Linked DNA regions of Rattus norvegicus: region 1 is linked to region 2. Evidence: chromatin contacts called from public Hi-C data. All regions are on one chromosome and are shown on one strand. The core of a region is the stretch at or near the end of the contact, and the rest is flanking DNA. Distances in the headings are between cores, read along the strand shown.

Evidence for each region. Hi-C and Micro-C count contacts between places; a contact is called where the count stands out from the background.
Region 1: a contact with region 2 is called in a Hi-C map of prefrontal cortex, with 6 times the contacts expected there. The contact joins two enhancer-like sites. A contact is called at or near these places in 2 of 12 Hi-C or Micro-C datasets (frontal cortex and prefrontal cortex).

What each region holds. Positions count from the first base shown.
Region 1 is chr12:30,433,659-30,441,225 of GRCr8, forward strand. All of the region lies in intron 4 of Auts2 (activator of transcription and developmental regulator AUTS2), which reads left to right. Among named protein-coding and RNA genes, the nearest start is that of Galnt17, 520 kb to the right of the region's middle. Within about 2 kb of position 5,828, at least 16 of the 93 cell types and tissues checked have an H3K27ac peak or open chromatin away from gene starts, as enhancers often do. A contact at or near this core is called in prefrontal cortex, where this site is marked.
Region 2 is chr12:30,228,640-30,235,968 of GRCr8, forward strand. Auts2 (activator of transcription and developmental regulator AUTS2) reads left to right here. Exons shown (of 19, transcript NM_001107136.3): 4 at 1,581-1,616. Among named protein-coding and RNA genes, the nearest start is that of Auts2, 490 kb to the left of the region's middle. Within about 2 kb of position 2,397, at least 22 of the 93 cell types and tissues checked have an H3K27ac peak or open chromatin away from gene starts, as enhancers often do. A contact at or near this core is called in prefrontal cortex, where this site is marked.

The sequences.
Region 1 (7,567 bases), core at 4,578-7,077, 210 kb after region 2:
GAGTCTTCCAGAAAGTGTTCTCAAAACTCAACTTATGTAAGCTTGTTCCCTAAAAAGGAATGAGCTAAAATGTCTACCTGCTTTATTGACTTCATAAGGGGCGGAGAACCATGCTCTATTTGGTAGGTGTCAAAAGGGGGGAAATTATTTAGATCAGAACCAAATGGTGGTCAGAAGACCTTGTGGACCTTTTCAGACCAGATTCTCCAGGGTGTAGACAGTGTTAAGCAATGTCTGCAGTGGCTCAATGAATATATATATATATTGATAGTTTGATTTATTGACTCATGTAGCTCTCTTGGGGTCCTTTAGCGTCCAACCAGAGAAAACTAGATACTTTCAGAATTGGTCTTGACTTGAGCACAAATGGCATTTCTCCTCCTTTCGGATTCCTGTGGCTTCAGACTTAACCCAAATCAGTACAAACACTGCAACCCAGGCTCCCCTGGAGTGCTCAACATGCAAGGCAGGTAGAGCTGTTTGTTTAAGCATCAGGAGAAAAATGGTCATTTCACTTGCATATGTTGGTTCTTGTTTCATCTCAGGAGAAGTTGAGTGTTGGAGACTTGGCCTGGAAGCCAGCCTCTAGCACTGACGTCTGTTGGTAACCACAAGAACCATCCGCCTTCCTGCTGGCAGGGCTGGGCTGAGCCTGCGGCTGTGATCTCAGGGGAGGGCTGTGGCCTGCAGCCTTGGGTCTGTGACAGAGGATCCAAGGTGACCCTGTAACATTTCATCTAGGGAGAAACTGTCACAACAGGGTCACAGACACATAATCCAGCTTGAACTGACAGCAGGGGACCTGTTGAGAGCCAGGTGTCAGAAATGGGTAAACATCAAATGATATCTGATTAGAAACAGGAGGAAGCTGGGCTCCTTGACCGACGATGACAAGGAGCCAAAGTCAGCTGAATGGCATTCATGTCTAGAGGACTCCGAAGCCACAGTCTCATGACCCAACTGAAGAACATTTAGAGCAAGGCTAAGTAATCGTCGTGCATTTCTAAAAGAATATCCTATCAGACTCATTTATCTTTGGCTTAGAATTATTTAAGCATAGTTTTCTTAAAATGGCCGATTAATGAAGCTGATTAATTCAGACGACTGGAGTATAAATGATTCTTGTGAAGATGTCCTTTGAAGCCAGATCCTGGCAGTGATAACCGGTGTCAACATAAAAACAGAGCTCTCACCTCAAAGGGGATAAGAGATAGTTTATTCTGGAGCCAAGTATGAGTGCCCATGGCCAGGGAACACAGATTTGGGTTACACTAGACTCTATGTTCCAGTGCTAACCATTTCCAGATGATTTTCAAGGACATTGGCGCAAACATCAGATAGGTAGGGACAGCAAAGCTGTGGACTCAGATACTGTGGGCTAGGCACTAAGACTCTTAGTTGCCGGAAACTGGAATTTCGTTAAATTAACACATTCCGAAATTACTTTCTCTCTTTCTGCCCGCCCTCCCTCCTTCCTTCCTTCCTTCCTTTCTTTCCTTCTTTCTTTCTTTCTTTCTTTCTTTCTTTCTTTCTTTCTTTCTTTCTTTCTTTCTTTCTTTCTTCCTTTCTTTCTTTCTTCCTTTCTTCCTTCCTTCCTTCCTTCCTTCCTTTCTTCCTTTCCTTCTTTCCTTCCTCCCTCCCTCCCTTCTTTCTTTCTTTCTTTCCTTCCTTCCTTCCTTCCTTCCTTCCTTCCTTCCTTCCTTCCTTCCTTTTTTCCTTCCTTCCTTTTTATCTATTGGTAAGACAACGAGGTGGATGAGGAATGGCTATTAAGGAAGCCAAAGCTTGCAGGCCCTGGACCTGTTACATTCAAACCTCTCCACAATTAATGACCCTTCTTACAGGTTAGTCAGCTTGCAGACAGTTTGGTGTGAGGTCCTATTCTTTCTAGGAACTTCAACCACACTACAGAAATAATGCTTTATCTAGTGGGCCAGATCTGGTTCTTACTTGAACTTGTTGTTCCTTACATCATGGAAAATACCGAAAGAGAAAGAAATTCCATACTAAGGGAAGTATCCCAATCAGGTGTCAGAAAAACACAAACTAGGTAGTTGGTAATGACAGAATGTGTAGTCGTTGACAAGGTAGAGAAGAAAAGTGAGGATTGACCTGCTGGGTTTGCCTTTACTCAGTAGTAGAGAAATCAAAACTAAATCCACTAAGAAATGTCTTAAGTCGTGATAGGAGTTCAGAGAGTAAACTGCACAACTTGGTTAAAATTCAGTGAGCTGGACCTCTGGTAGAGTGCCTGGGTAGCATGCAGGAGGCCTTGCAGTCAGTCTCCAGCACCCCATACATCAGCCACAGAGGCACATGCTAGCAACCTTAGCACTCAGAAAACAGAGGTTCAGAAGGTCAGAAGTTCAAGGTCATCTGGGACTACACAGTGAGTTTGAGGTCAGCCTGGGCTACATGAAACACTGGCTCAAAAGTAAACAAATGTCTTAGTGCTTCCAAAATGGTGGGGGGATTTTGATTTTACTATTGTTTGGTTATTGTTATTTCGTTTCTCTGCTTCTTTCTTTTTTTAAAAAAGGATTTATTTATTTATTTAATATATGTGGCTGCATTGTTGCTGTCTTCAGACACACCGGAAGAGGGCATCACACTCCATTACAGATGGTCGTGAGCCACCATGTGGTTGCTGGGATTTGAACTCATGACCTCTGCAAGAGCAGTCAGTGCCCTTAACCACTTGGCCATCTCTGCAGCCCTTTCATTTGCCTCTTGTTTACACTCATTTCTAATAATGTTTTTAAAAGTGTATTATGTTTATTTATTTTCTTTGTGTTTGTGTGTGCACATGCCTGCACATGGAAATGCCAGGACATCTGTAGGACTCAGTTCTCTCCTCTTTCTATGTTGGTCCCACAGACCAACCTCTCCTGTCAGGCTTGGTCTTTAGTTCCTGGTCCATTGTACCCACCCCTTTGTTTGTTTTTAACTGTGTGCAGAGTAACAAGGGTTATTATGGCGTCTTCACACAGACTTAGATTTTACTGATCATCCTCTCTTGTTCGTTTCACTTCTGGGGTCTGAAGGATGAGCCTCTCCTCCATGGCAGTTCCTCCCTTTTGTTTACCATGTTTGTATAGCTGATTCATATCTCCATCTTATTATGCTTCCAACTCTGTTAAAGCGTGGGAATGATTAAGATCCTCAAAACATACCTTTATAAATTAAAAGTTGCTATCTTTCATCTGCCTGTCTGTCATACTTTATCCATCCATCCATCCATCCATCCACCCACCCATCCATCTACCCTCCCATCCATCCATCCATCCATCCACCCATCCACCTACCCTCCCATCCATCCATCCATCCATCCATCCATCCATCCATCCATCTGTGTCTTCTGTATGTTGGCCCCATGAATACAGTGCGCTCATAGGTCAGAAGCGGGTGTGAGATCCCTGGAGCTGGAGTTACAGGTGGGTGTGAGCTGCCTGACATGGGTGCTGGGGACTGAACTCTGGAAGAGCAGCACAGAAATTAGCCACTGAAGAACCCCAGAGCACACCTTATGAATTAGTCTGCTTACCATATCCCCAACCCCAACCGTTTCCACCGGCTCTTCCTTGCCTCATAGGTTAAATGAAAATCCCGTGCCTAAGAGTAAAAACCTCAAGTCCCTTTGCATCTTGCAAAGAGCTGGTCTTCCATTTTTCCACCTCTTCCACCTCTTCCCTGTTTTCTCTTCACTGGCTCTCTGTCCATTTTCTACCTGTATAACTTTTCTTCCTTGCTGGTTTTTTTTTTTTTTTTTTTTTCCGAAAAGCTAATTCTTCAGAAAAGGGCAGAGAGGATTGTTGACCCTCGATCTCATGTAACCCAGGCTAGCTTTGAGCTCACTAACAGCCAAAGATGGTTTTCAAATTATTTATTATTTTATGCAAATTGATATTTTTTGTTTCTGTGTCTGTGTCTGTGTGAGGGTCTTGGATACCCCAGAGCTGGAGTTAAAGGCAGTTGTGAGGGGCTGGGAATTGAACCTGTGTCCTCTGGAAGAGCATTCAGTGTTCTTAGTTACTCCAACTCCAACTCTCTGATCCCCCGTAAATGTTGAGTTTGCAGTCCTGGGCCACGATGCCCAGTTCTACAATGCTGTGAGTTGGACCTAGAACATTATGTATGCTAGGTAAGCACTGTATTGGGCAAGCCACATTTTCAGTCACCAAACCTTCTTTCAGTCAGTACAATTCTCCCTGTGTCTAAGTGCATATGCTTTTCCTCATACTGTTTTCTGATTATCCTCTTACTATTTTATTAAAATAGCTAGATATATCCTTACCAGAAAACAAACAACTAAAACAATAGTATAGTGAACGATAATGAGACTAAAAACCTAGGCTGGATCTATGGCTCCGTGGACAAGGTGCTTGATACAAAATTGTGGGGACCTGAGCTCAGTCAGCAGAAAAACCACATTTTAACAGCCAAATTGGAGTGGTGCATTGACTTAGCCAAATGACCTGCTTGTTCCCCGGGACCTGCGTAGTATAAGGAGAGACCTGACTTAGTATGTCTGTATACATTGACACACAAACAAATACAATCCTTTTTGTAACGCCAAGACACAGTGACTCATATGTGTGATACCTACCAGTGAAGGGGAACAAGCTGTTAAGACTCCTCAGGTTTCCTGACCAGAAAGTCTAGTCTGCTTGGTGAGTCCCTGCCTGGTCTCAAAACACAGGCCTCTGAGGATCCGTATCCGTACATGCATAAGCACATGTGCAAATGCATATGCACAACACACACACACACACACACACACACACACAGAAACAAAAACACGCCTGAAAAGGTATCAACCTGAGCTGTCTACTGAACATCTCTTTGGGTCATCTTTGCGTGTATCCAAGAATTTATGAAGCCCATTCATTTCCCTCTAAATGAGACGAAATTCTCTGCCTTCCTTTCCTGCTTGTGTATATTCAAGTTCCTTTAATGCTTATCAGCTAATCATGGCTTTTCATCAGGGGCAAGCTAGTTCCAAATTGGCCGTCGCTCTGTGCTTTGTTGTGCCTCTCGGGTTAGTTCTTTCGTCGTTGGCTTTTTTAATAAATGAATCAGAAAAAAATACTTTTTTCATTCTCTGAATACCACATATTAGCAAGGTCATGGAAAACTTCCCATTCTCAGGGCACATGACAGGGACTGTTCATGACTCGTCATGCACTTTGGAACTCTCTTGAGTGTTAGAACATCTTAATAGGAGGTTCAACAGGATTGCTTTCAAAATGCCAGTCTTCGTCTGGGCAATAGATAAAGCCCCTTATGTGTAAGTGTGAGGGTCTGAATTTGAATCCCGAGAATGCACAGAAAGCCGGATACTAAAGAAATGGAATCCCAATGTTTCGTCCGTGAGGTGAGAGCTGGAGACAAGGAAGTCCCAGAAGCTTGTGCACCAAGCTAACTTGGTACACATGGAGGTGGGGATCAAGAGAAAAAGAGGACAGACTTACACCTGAGGTTGTCTTCTGACTCTCCAATGCACTATAGCATTTAAACACACACACACACACACACACACACACACACACACACACACATTTAAAAAGAAGTGTAAGGGGCTGGGGATTTAGCTCAGTGGTAGAGCGCTTACCTAGGAAGCACAAGGCCCTGGGTTCGGTCCCCAGCTCCGAAAAAAAAGAACCAAAAAAAAAAAAAAAAAGAAGTGTAGAGCATTTTTATGGCTGCTTAGAACAGCCTTGCACCCCTTGCTTGTTACATAACCCACAGAGGGCTTATTCATTTAACTGTCGTTTCTATCTTAGGAGGAACCAGCAGCAGAATTGTTCAGCACCTCCAAGGCATTCTTCACAGCACAGACCTCCTGCTATCACTAATTAGCCACAGCATTCCCCGCCCAAACCCCTAGTGCCTATGCTGAGCTAAAAAAAAAAAAAAAAAAAAAAAAAAAAGTCTTCTTTTCCTACATAAGGGTAGTGCCTGCCTCTGTTTCAAGGGACATCTCCAGGTGACACGCATCATCAGGTTGGTGGGTGTTCTTGGAGGAGGCAGTGTGATGAAATGTGACCTCCACAGATCTTGGGTGACTGGCTGTTTGCAGCCCGCTCTCCGGTGGGAAGCAGGATCTGCATCAGCAAGCACCTTTGGATGCTAACAAAATCCCTCAGCCGCTGAGAGGCATCACTAGTTCGTTATACTGGTCTGTTAACAATTGGCCCCAGGCATCCGCCCTCCAGCCATTTGAGATAATGATGAATGTGCACAGAAGCCTGTGGTAGTCCATTAGGAAGAACAAAAGGAAGGAGTTGGGGAGAGCAGAGAGAGGGAAGGGGGTGGAGAAAGAGAGAGGGATAGAGAGATGGGGAGAGAAAGCAAGAGGGAGGGATGGGCGGGCCCCACGAACAACATAGGAGGGAGGAGAAGGAAGGACAGAGGTAAAAAGGGGGTGAGAATAAAGAGAGGACAGAGAGGTGGAAAGGAAGGAGAGAGGAAGGTAGAAGAAAGAAAAGAGGGAGGATGGAAAAAAGGGAAGGAAAGGTAAAGGAGAAACGGAAGGAAGAGGAGAAGGGAGAAAACAGGGAGAGAGGAAAGCAGGGAGGGAAGGAAGGCAGCCCCTGATTCTGCATGCTTGTTGCTTGTCCCTGTGCAGTGGAGCTTGTCAGCAGTACCCCCCACTGCCCCTTCCTGCTGCTCCTGCCAGGAGAACCAGCCAAGGCTTTTACGCAGGCGCTCACAGATGCCCCTGCTCCATGGCTCTGCCATTTGCTCAGCGGGGGGACCTTTTCTTAGCCGAGTAGCACACCGCTCTGCCTAAGGGATTGAGAACATATTGCTTGGCAGGTGGGCCCGCTCAGACACACTGACTGTTGTTTCAACGGTGACAGGGAACATACATCACGAGGCCCCATTATGCCAGCGTAAATCCATGGTAACCTGTTCAAAGGGCTGCAACCTGCTAACCAAGTATTTGGGTCTCAATAGGTTGATATTTTTAAGGTACATAATGGGGATCTGAGAAGTCATGCTGTGCGACAGGCCACTCCTTTAGTTTTCCTCAAAAAAGCTGGGTCTACAGAACAATACCAACCCTTGCGGATGACAGAGATGGAGTTTCCAGCGCCACTGTAGGCAGCTAGGTATGCAGTCACAGCCGCTGCCCAGATCTCATCCAGCAGAGAAAGCGGCCCTCGGCTCTGAGGCCTTCTCTCTGTTCATTGGCACTGTGCACTGATGGAGAAAGGAACCCCTGGGATGGCAGGTGGATGGTATCTTAGTTCTCCACAGTTTCTCATGGGAGCCCAATAGGAGTGAGAGCTTGTTTTGGCATCAACTAGTAGACAGGCTATCCTCTAAGCAGAGACCTAACGCCATTATGAAGGGGAGATGCTAAAGAGATGGTTTGGCACTGAAAGGTACGGATGCTCTTAGAGAGCTCCTGGGTTTAGCTCTGGGCACCCATGTGGCAACTTACAGCCTTCTGTTCTTATAGTTCCAGCGGATCCCGCTTCCCTCGGATCTTTATAGGCACCAAGCATGTACCTCAAATACATGCATTCAAGCAGGGAAAACACTTACTCAGATAAAGTGA
Region 2 (7,329 bases), core at 1,147-3,646:
CAACAATCCACCTATCTATACGTTGATCACTTCCTCCCGCATGTCTGCAGTCCACGTTGTGTGGCAGACATGGTGAATAGGCACATGGTCCCCTCCTGCCTGCTGTTTAAGGCATAGGAGATTGACTGTGTTATGGAGCGGTTGACTCTTGAATGGCGGCGTGGTTCAGGCTTCTCTGTGCCGGTGAGGGCAGCGTAAAGCTACTGAGCTAGGAAGGAAAGATTCCGGTCAGGTTGTTTTCTGGCTTATTTGGTGACTCCCTCGCCCGCAAAGAGGACAGCAAATGTTAAATAATGTCTTAGGCCAGGTGTTAAAGAAAACATATAAACTAAAGTGATCCAGGCCTAGGGCTGTGTCTTTATTGGTGGAGTGTGCTTGACTAGCATGCGTGAGGCCCTGGCAGTGTTGAAACCAGGTGTTGTCACAGACTTCTGTTGTCCCTACACTCAGGAGAGGGATTCGAGGCTATCCACAGCTGTACTGGGAGATACAGGCTAGCCTAGACTGCAGAGACCCTGTCCAAAAACTGGGTACAAGGCTGGACAAATACTGGTTCCTGGCAAAACAGAAAGCCCTTCATTTGATCACTAATGTTCCATAAATGAGTGTAGTGTTGGGGGAGGAAGGGACTGGGGAGATGACCCATTGGTTGAGAGTCCTTGCTTTCCTCAATGGGGATCCTAGCATTCTCCTCGGGAAGCTCACAGTTGCCATTGACTTTAGTTCCACAGGATCCAATCCCCTTTGACTTCCTTAGGGCATCTCAATACACATCGTACACATGAACTACTGCAGGCATGCATATATGCACTTGGAAGGCAATAAAAAGACGTACAAACCCACTCCATAGTCATACTTTGGCCTCTGTTTTCCTCACTACTTTATACCCTGAGTTCAATTTGGAATTATTGATTTTCAGTTGGTTCACTGTGTGAGAGCTGTGGCATTCTGAATTGGTATTATCGAGACAAAAACTGCTTCCCTGTGCCCACGGATTCTTTGCATTTTAGTCAACTAATTATGTTTACAAAATGTCTAATTTTTGCACAGTGCCAAGTGTGTGCTAACCGAAGCCTTCGGGGAATAAACTGGCAAGTAGGTCATATACCAAAAAGTCATCCAAACCCATTGGGTCTTTTATTTTCAAGTCAGTCTGGGCGTTTTTCCTCTTGCCTGCCTCTCTGCGGCCACAAAACCAAATAGCTTGAGACTCGGGCCTTGAATGTCAGGAAGTCGGGGAGGCAGGCTGCCACGTGCCTGTTTAGTCTCAGTGCAGGGCGAAATGCCATCATTAATTCATTACCCAGCTGCCTGTCAAATAAATTGGCAATTACGTCCACCGCAGAAGCTCGGAATCCAGTAAATAGCACGTTAGCATCTCTGAGTCGCTGAGAGATAGAGAGGGGGAAATATCAGGCAACAGTGTCTGTGTCTCCGCAGCAGATGACAAGGGGCCTCATGCTCGGGCATGTGATGGTGTGATGAAAAACTCACAAAGGGCTGGTAATGAGCTGTGTGGATGGGAACATGTTAAGAACGGCCACTGACTTTTCCATTCTGTGTCTGTGTTTCCTTTGCAGAGTTCAGCTCCTTCCAGCTTGGGGACAGGCTACTTCGTAAGTCCACCTCCACTTCCACCTGCGCACCTCCTCTTGCCTTCAGGCCACTCCTATCACAAATGCTCATGGCAGTGTGAAAAAATGACACCCAAGGAACCCCCCTCGCTCCTAACGAGCTCACTGATTGCCGCCCTTTCATTGAGAATCGTTTTATTTCTGAAGGGTTTAACCTGTTGGGCCTTGAGGATCAGGAGGCATCTGCCTCGGTGGGGCACTTAGAGAGCTTAGGAGATGTGGGGGAACGCGATTGCTCTTGCCAGCCAAATTCATAACTCCTGAGCTGTTTGACTTCTTCGAAGGACTCGGAAGAGCTTCCGTGTGCCCAGTGTCTTGCTTCACTGTTCCTGTTAGCCCATGGTGAGGGGCGGTGGCATTCCAATAGTGTTTCCCTCATACTCGGCTGGTAGCTCTTTCTAGCTTTTAAGCCAGCAATCACCACACCCCTCTGTTTAGCCAATAGAGATGCACTATATGCTTTGTGGTCCTTATACTCTGGTCTGCGGGGAGGGCCACTGATGGAGGACATATATTTCTGGGATTATTACACTATCTTTCATTCAAAGACAGAGAAATGGTTGCTTCATTAAACTTTTATAACAACATTTTCCTTCGTGGGTTCAGTATCCCTTCTCAAGATAGGAATGAGGAAGAATTACAAACCAGCATCATTTCCACAAGATAGCATAGCATCGTGTGTGATAGTATTACAGGGACTCGACTGTGCTCTGACGAAACACTCGATACCATAATACCCAACACTGAACACATGCTACGAAATATGGTCAGTACATAACAATGTAGTTCTGCTGCTTTAAACTCCGCCCTTTTGACATTGCTAGCCAGGCGTCTTTTGACTCATGTCTCTCTGACTGTCTTCCTGGTTGGATCACGAAAATGATTTCAATGAATATTGAGTCTTTCCTAAGTTTGCCCCAAAAGGCACGCTCTCCTGGCCCTATCATCCAAGGAGAATGGTAAGGATGTCTCTGGCCCTGCATCAGACAGTTAGCACACTCATGGCGGCTCTGTGCAGCGGGCCTGAATATTCATGCTCACAGGAGGAGCAGGATGCACTAGGTGTCTTGCTTCAGCAGTTGAAAGAACAGACGTGGTCCCATCTGCCATCTCTTCACACCAGGCTGGGTGTGGGCTGCGATGCTGGAAGTAAGATCCGCAGGCTGTGGTGCCTGCTCTCCCTGCTCTCTCTCCTCACCCCACCTCCTTTTTAGAAAACGGAGCCAAAGCCACCACCGTCGCCGCGTTCAGTTGCAGCCTGAACTTTCTATTGCCATTTGTAGAGTCAGTGAGATTACCCTGAAAGGAGCCCACCATTTCAAGAACTGACATTTTGTTCTGCTTTTGACCTCCTTAGTTTTTGGAATGCTTTTATTATCTAGTGATGAATTCGGTAACTAGCGACTCCTCGATTAGGATTTGGAAGTGTTTTTATTTTTGTTATCATTATTTTTTTTTAATGCTGGGACAACTTCAGTTAGCTCTGTAGACTCAACTCCATTTGCTCAAGCTGCTTTGGTAACATCAACTTACTTTTCTTATCTCAAGAGCTGTCACGTTATTAGCGTACATGGAGAAGATGCATACCAGATGTCTGTTCCGCTCTCAGCTATGATAAAAATGCCCCTCTGCGGAATGTGTTTCCAATACCACAGTGTGCTGTTATCACCCTGCAAAATCCTTAGTGGGGTTGCCAAGCCCTCCTCAAAACTGGGCTCTGGTGCCAGTGCCATTCCAACAGTATCACATGTAGGGCTCGAATTCTGGAACTGACTTCCCCGTTGGTTAGTTTCTTGCTTTTAAATGGAAGTAATGTGTTTACCGATGCTTCTGTGATTGTCCCATCACCCCCACCTGAGACGTATTGTTTACAATGTGCTGTATATTGCTCAGTCTGTGAAGGTGAGTCAGTATCAGGTAGAGTCCCATAGCAATTTTTTTCTCATTAATTGCCTTTGATGACTCTTTGAAATGTGGAAATCACTACACATAAGCTAATTCTTCTCATGAAATCATGAACTGTCGGTTTTGGACAGGCTAAACTCCCTTACCATTGAAGCTTAACAAGAAGAACTGCTTTATCAAACACTCTTATTTTCTTCAGTATCCCTCCTCATTCCAGAACCTTCTGCTTGCTTTCCTGTCCTATAGTAGAGGTTTCAGTAAAGTAAGGTGAAAGTCCAGATGTTTTGCTCGTTCATGAAGCAGATACTCTATTCCATGCCTCATGGAGTCTGTATTTACGTGTCGGTGATGTGTGTGCCGTTACCGATACCTGCCCAAAGGGACAAACCCAAGAGTGCCTGTACTTCTCCCTCAGTTCTTCCGCTGCGTCGGTCTCATTTTTCCGAAGGGCTTTGAAGAAGCCTTTGTTTTTGATCTGGTTATATTTGTTTATGTCTTCCTGGTTTTGTGTTCCAAAGATGTCTGCTTAGGTCTGTCAGTTTTCCAGTCTATGCAGAAGATTTGAGAGACGGGAACAGCAGTGAAGAAAAACTATTTACATAAGCATATTGCAAAGGGTTCTCAAAGCGGACAAAATAGAGGAGGATTGGAACAGACTGCACGGTTGGGGGAGACTCTGAATACTCTCTCTCTCTCTCTCTCTCTCTCTCTCTCTCTCTCTCCCCTCTCTCCTCTCTCTCTCTCTCTCTTCCCTTTCTCTCTCGCTTCTCTCTTTCCTCTCTCCTCTCTCTCCTCTCTCTCTCCTCTCTCTCTCTCCTCTCTCTCTCTCCTCTCTCTCTCCTCTCTCTCTCTCTCCTCTCTCTCCCTCTCTCTCTCTATCTCTCCCCTCTCTCTCCTCTCTCTCCCCTCTCTCTCCCCCCTCTCTCCCCCCTCTCTCCCCTCTCTCTCTCTCCTCTCTCTCTCTCCCCCTCTCTGTCTCTCCTCTCTCTCCTCTCTCTCCTCTCTCTCTCCCTCTATCTCTCCTCTCTCTCTCTCTCTCTCTCTCTCTCTCTCTGTGCAAACATATCCCCTGCTCAGTTCATATTCTAAATATAAATGAAATTATAGGCAACTTGGAATCAATTTGCTGGGTTTTTCTTTCCCTTTTGGCAAGCATCCTGAAACTTGTTGGAGTGTGCACTGGGTTTTCTTTTTGTTTTTTAAATGTCAGCTCACTGAATACATTTTCTGTTTTGACTTAAACAGTTCTGGATCTCTCTTTTCCGAGACATGTAGTCAAAAATTTCCCTCTGAATAATGTGTAACGAAGTCCAATGCGGCAGAATGATTCGTGTGAGTAGTCGTTTGACCTTGGGCCGGGTGTGTGATATATCTGTTTCTCCTTCACCACCCACCTAATAGAGTTGTGAATCTTCACCAAATGACATAATTAATGTGCACAGTTAATGGTAAGCAATAAAATGTACCTTTGAGGGGTTTTTTTCTAAAGGTATTTCATTGTTTTTAATTACCCAAATGTGTGTGCCTTTGTGGGTAAATGTGTGCACAGCAGTGTCAGTGCTCATGGAGCCCAGAAGAGGGAGTCAGATCCCTGAAGCTGGAGTTGCAGTTGTCGTCAACTCCTGTTGTATGTGCACAAGCGGTACTCACAAACCACGACGTTATCTCTCCATCCTCTAAGGGTATCTGCTTTTCACATACAAATGAGTAGAGAAACGTTGTGTCAAGCAATGATGTAGTGTTGCAGCAGAGGGCTCCACTAGGTTAAACCAGATAAAAGTAGAGCTTTGCCATTCATACCCAGAGTATTGAAGCATTTTATGTCCCTTCCTGTAACTTTCATGGCGTCTCGACCGTGTGTCCGATTGTACGCCTATCACTCGCTGTGTCTGGACATTAGACATGGGGGGTTTCAATTGTCACCCCGTGATGGTGTTGTTGGAGTGACCTCTTCTCTGGGCGGTCTAGGCATGAGACTTGTTCCCTTTAATCTGTTAATGTTCCTTATCTGTCTTCTCCTGCTGGGGTTTTGAAGCATGTCAAGGCCACTTAGCATGTCTGAGGTTTGGGCTGGCAGTTAAGGAAGAACTGTTCAGTAATTCAGACTTTAAGACACTGGTAGTCGTAGGCATTCTTTTGTGATGCCAAAAGGAAATGTTCTTTGAAGGAATGATCACAGTCAGGAGAGAGACAACACTTCTTCAGAACCAGGGAGCCTACCATCTCTGCCTTCCTGGCACTGGGATTGTAGACATGTTCCACCAAAACTTATTTATATGGGTGCTGGGGATCTGAACTCAAGTCTTCATGCTTCTGTGGATAACACTTTTCTTTCTGATCCATCTTCCAAGCCCCTGAAGCTGTGTAAGTGCTGGAGCCCGTGTACCTGCAGTTAGGAGATTTACTTCCCTGACTGAGCTTAAGCTCTTGTGAAAGGGACTTAAAACCCTCCTAGATCAGGGACAAACATTATGCCTGCTTCTCCGAATGATATTCTGCCTCCTTACGGTCTTGGGTGTCTCAGGACAGCTGCCTCATAGCTGGGGTCTCGTTTCTCTAGCTCCAGTGATTATACTTACATTTGTGGCTCGCTAATTGTTGGTCCTTCAGTTCTCCAGGAAAGCAACCCACAGATGCCTTATGGTTCATTCTATAGGCGAGCGGGATTGTAAAGCATCACACTTCCTCCGATGGAGTTTGTGTAATTACTGCTGTCGTGTATATTACTCAAATTGCGAGGGTAGTTCTGGGAGCAGGTACAAACTGCAGCATGGTGACCTTGTCTCATTCCTGGTTTTTAAAATATAGACCCTTGAAAAGTCTTTGGTCATTTGTTATAGTTTGTGTAATTCTTTGTATTTCTAAAGTTTAACATAAATGCATGATTAAATACATTAATAATTTTTTAGATTTTTTTTTGTTTTTATTTTCAATTGTGTTACTGTATAATTTCCATTCTCCCTCTAGGTCCTTCTATATCTCTCCCCTATCATTCTGTCACAAATTCATGGCCCCTTTTTCGTGAATTACTATTGTGCTTTTATATTATAACAAATAAATATATAAATATCTGTTGAAACCATTTAGCATTGCTTCCTCCAATGTGTATGTTTTTAGGGCCGATCATTTGGTGTTTTATAACCAATTAGGGAGCTCATCCCCATGAAGGCTTTAAGCTCATATTTTCCCTCCCTCCCTCCCTCCCTCCCTCCCTCCCTCCCTCCCTCCCTGTTTTTCTCTTTCTCTGCCTCTCAGCAATTTTGAATTGGTGGTAGCCATTCATTTAGGGCTGGCGCCCTGTGTGATTTCCCTGTCTTTGCTGGTATATGAACTAATGTTGCATTTGTTTGGGTCTTACCTAAGTGGCCATTCTGTTGAGGCATCACGGGTGAACCCTCCCTGGCACATTCAGAATACATAATCTGAAAACAGACATCTTGGTTCTCTAGCTCCTACAGTCTTTCTGCCCCTCTTCCTTGATGTTGCTGAGACATGGACACAGCAGTGTGTCAGAGATGTTTCCATTGGGTCAGGGAACCGCAAGGGCAGATGCTTTCTGCATGTTGACTGGGTTAGGGTTAGGGTTAGGGTTAATTATTTCCATCTGCCTCACAAATGATCTTTGATGGAAAGTGGGAGCTACACGTGTCCTTGGGTTTACGGGTAAGCCTTATAACAGAGTTAGGAATTTTATTGATTTAGGGGAGTGACAGTAACAGGTTATACTCTATGTCCTCTGCTCTTACTAGCCACGGGTAGTTGATTTCCAGAACCATGTGTGATCCCTGCT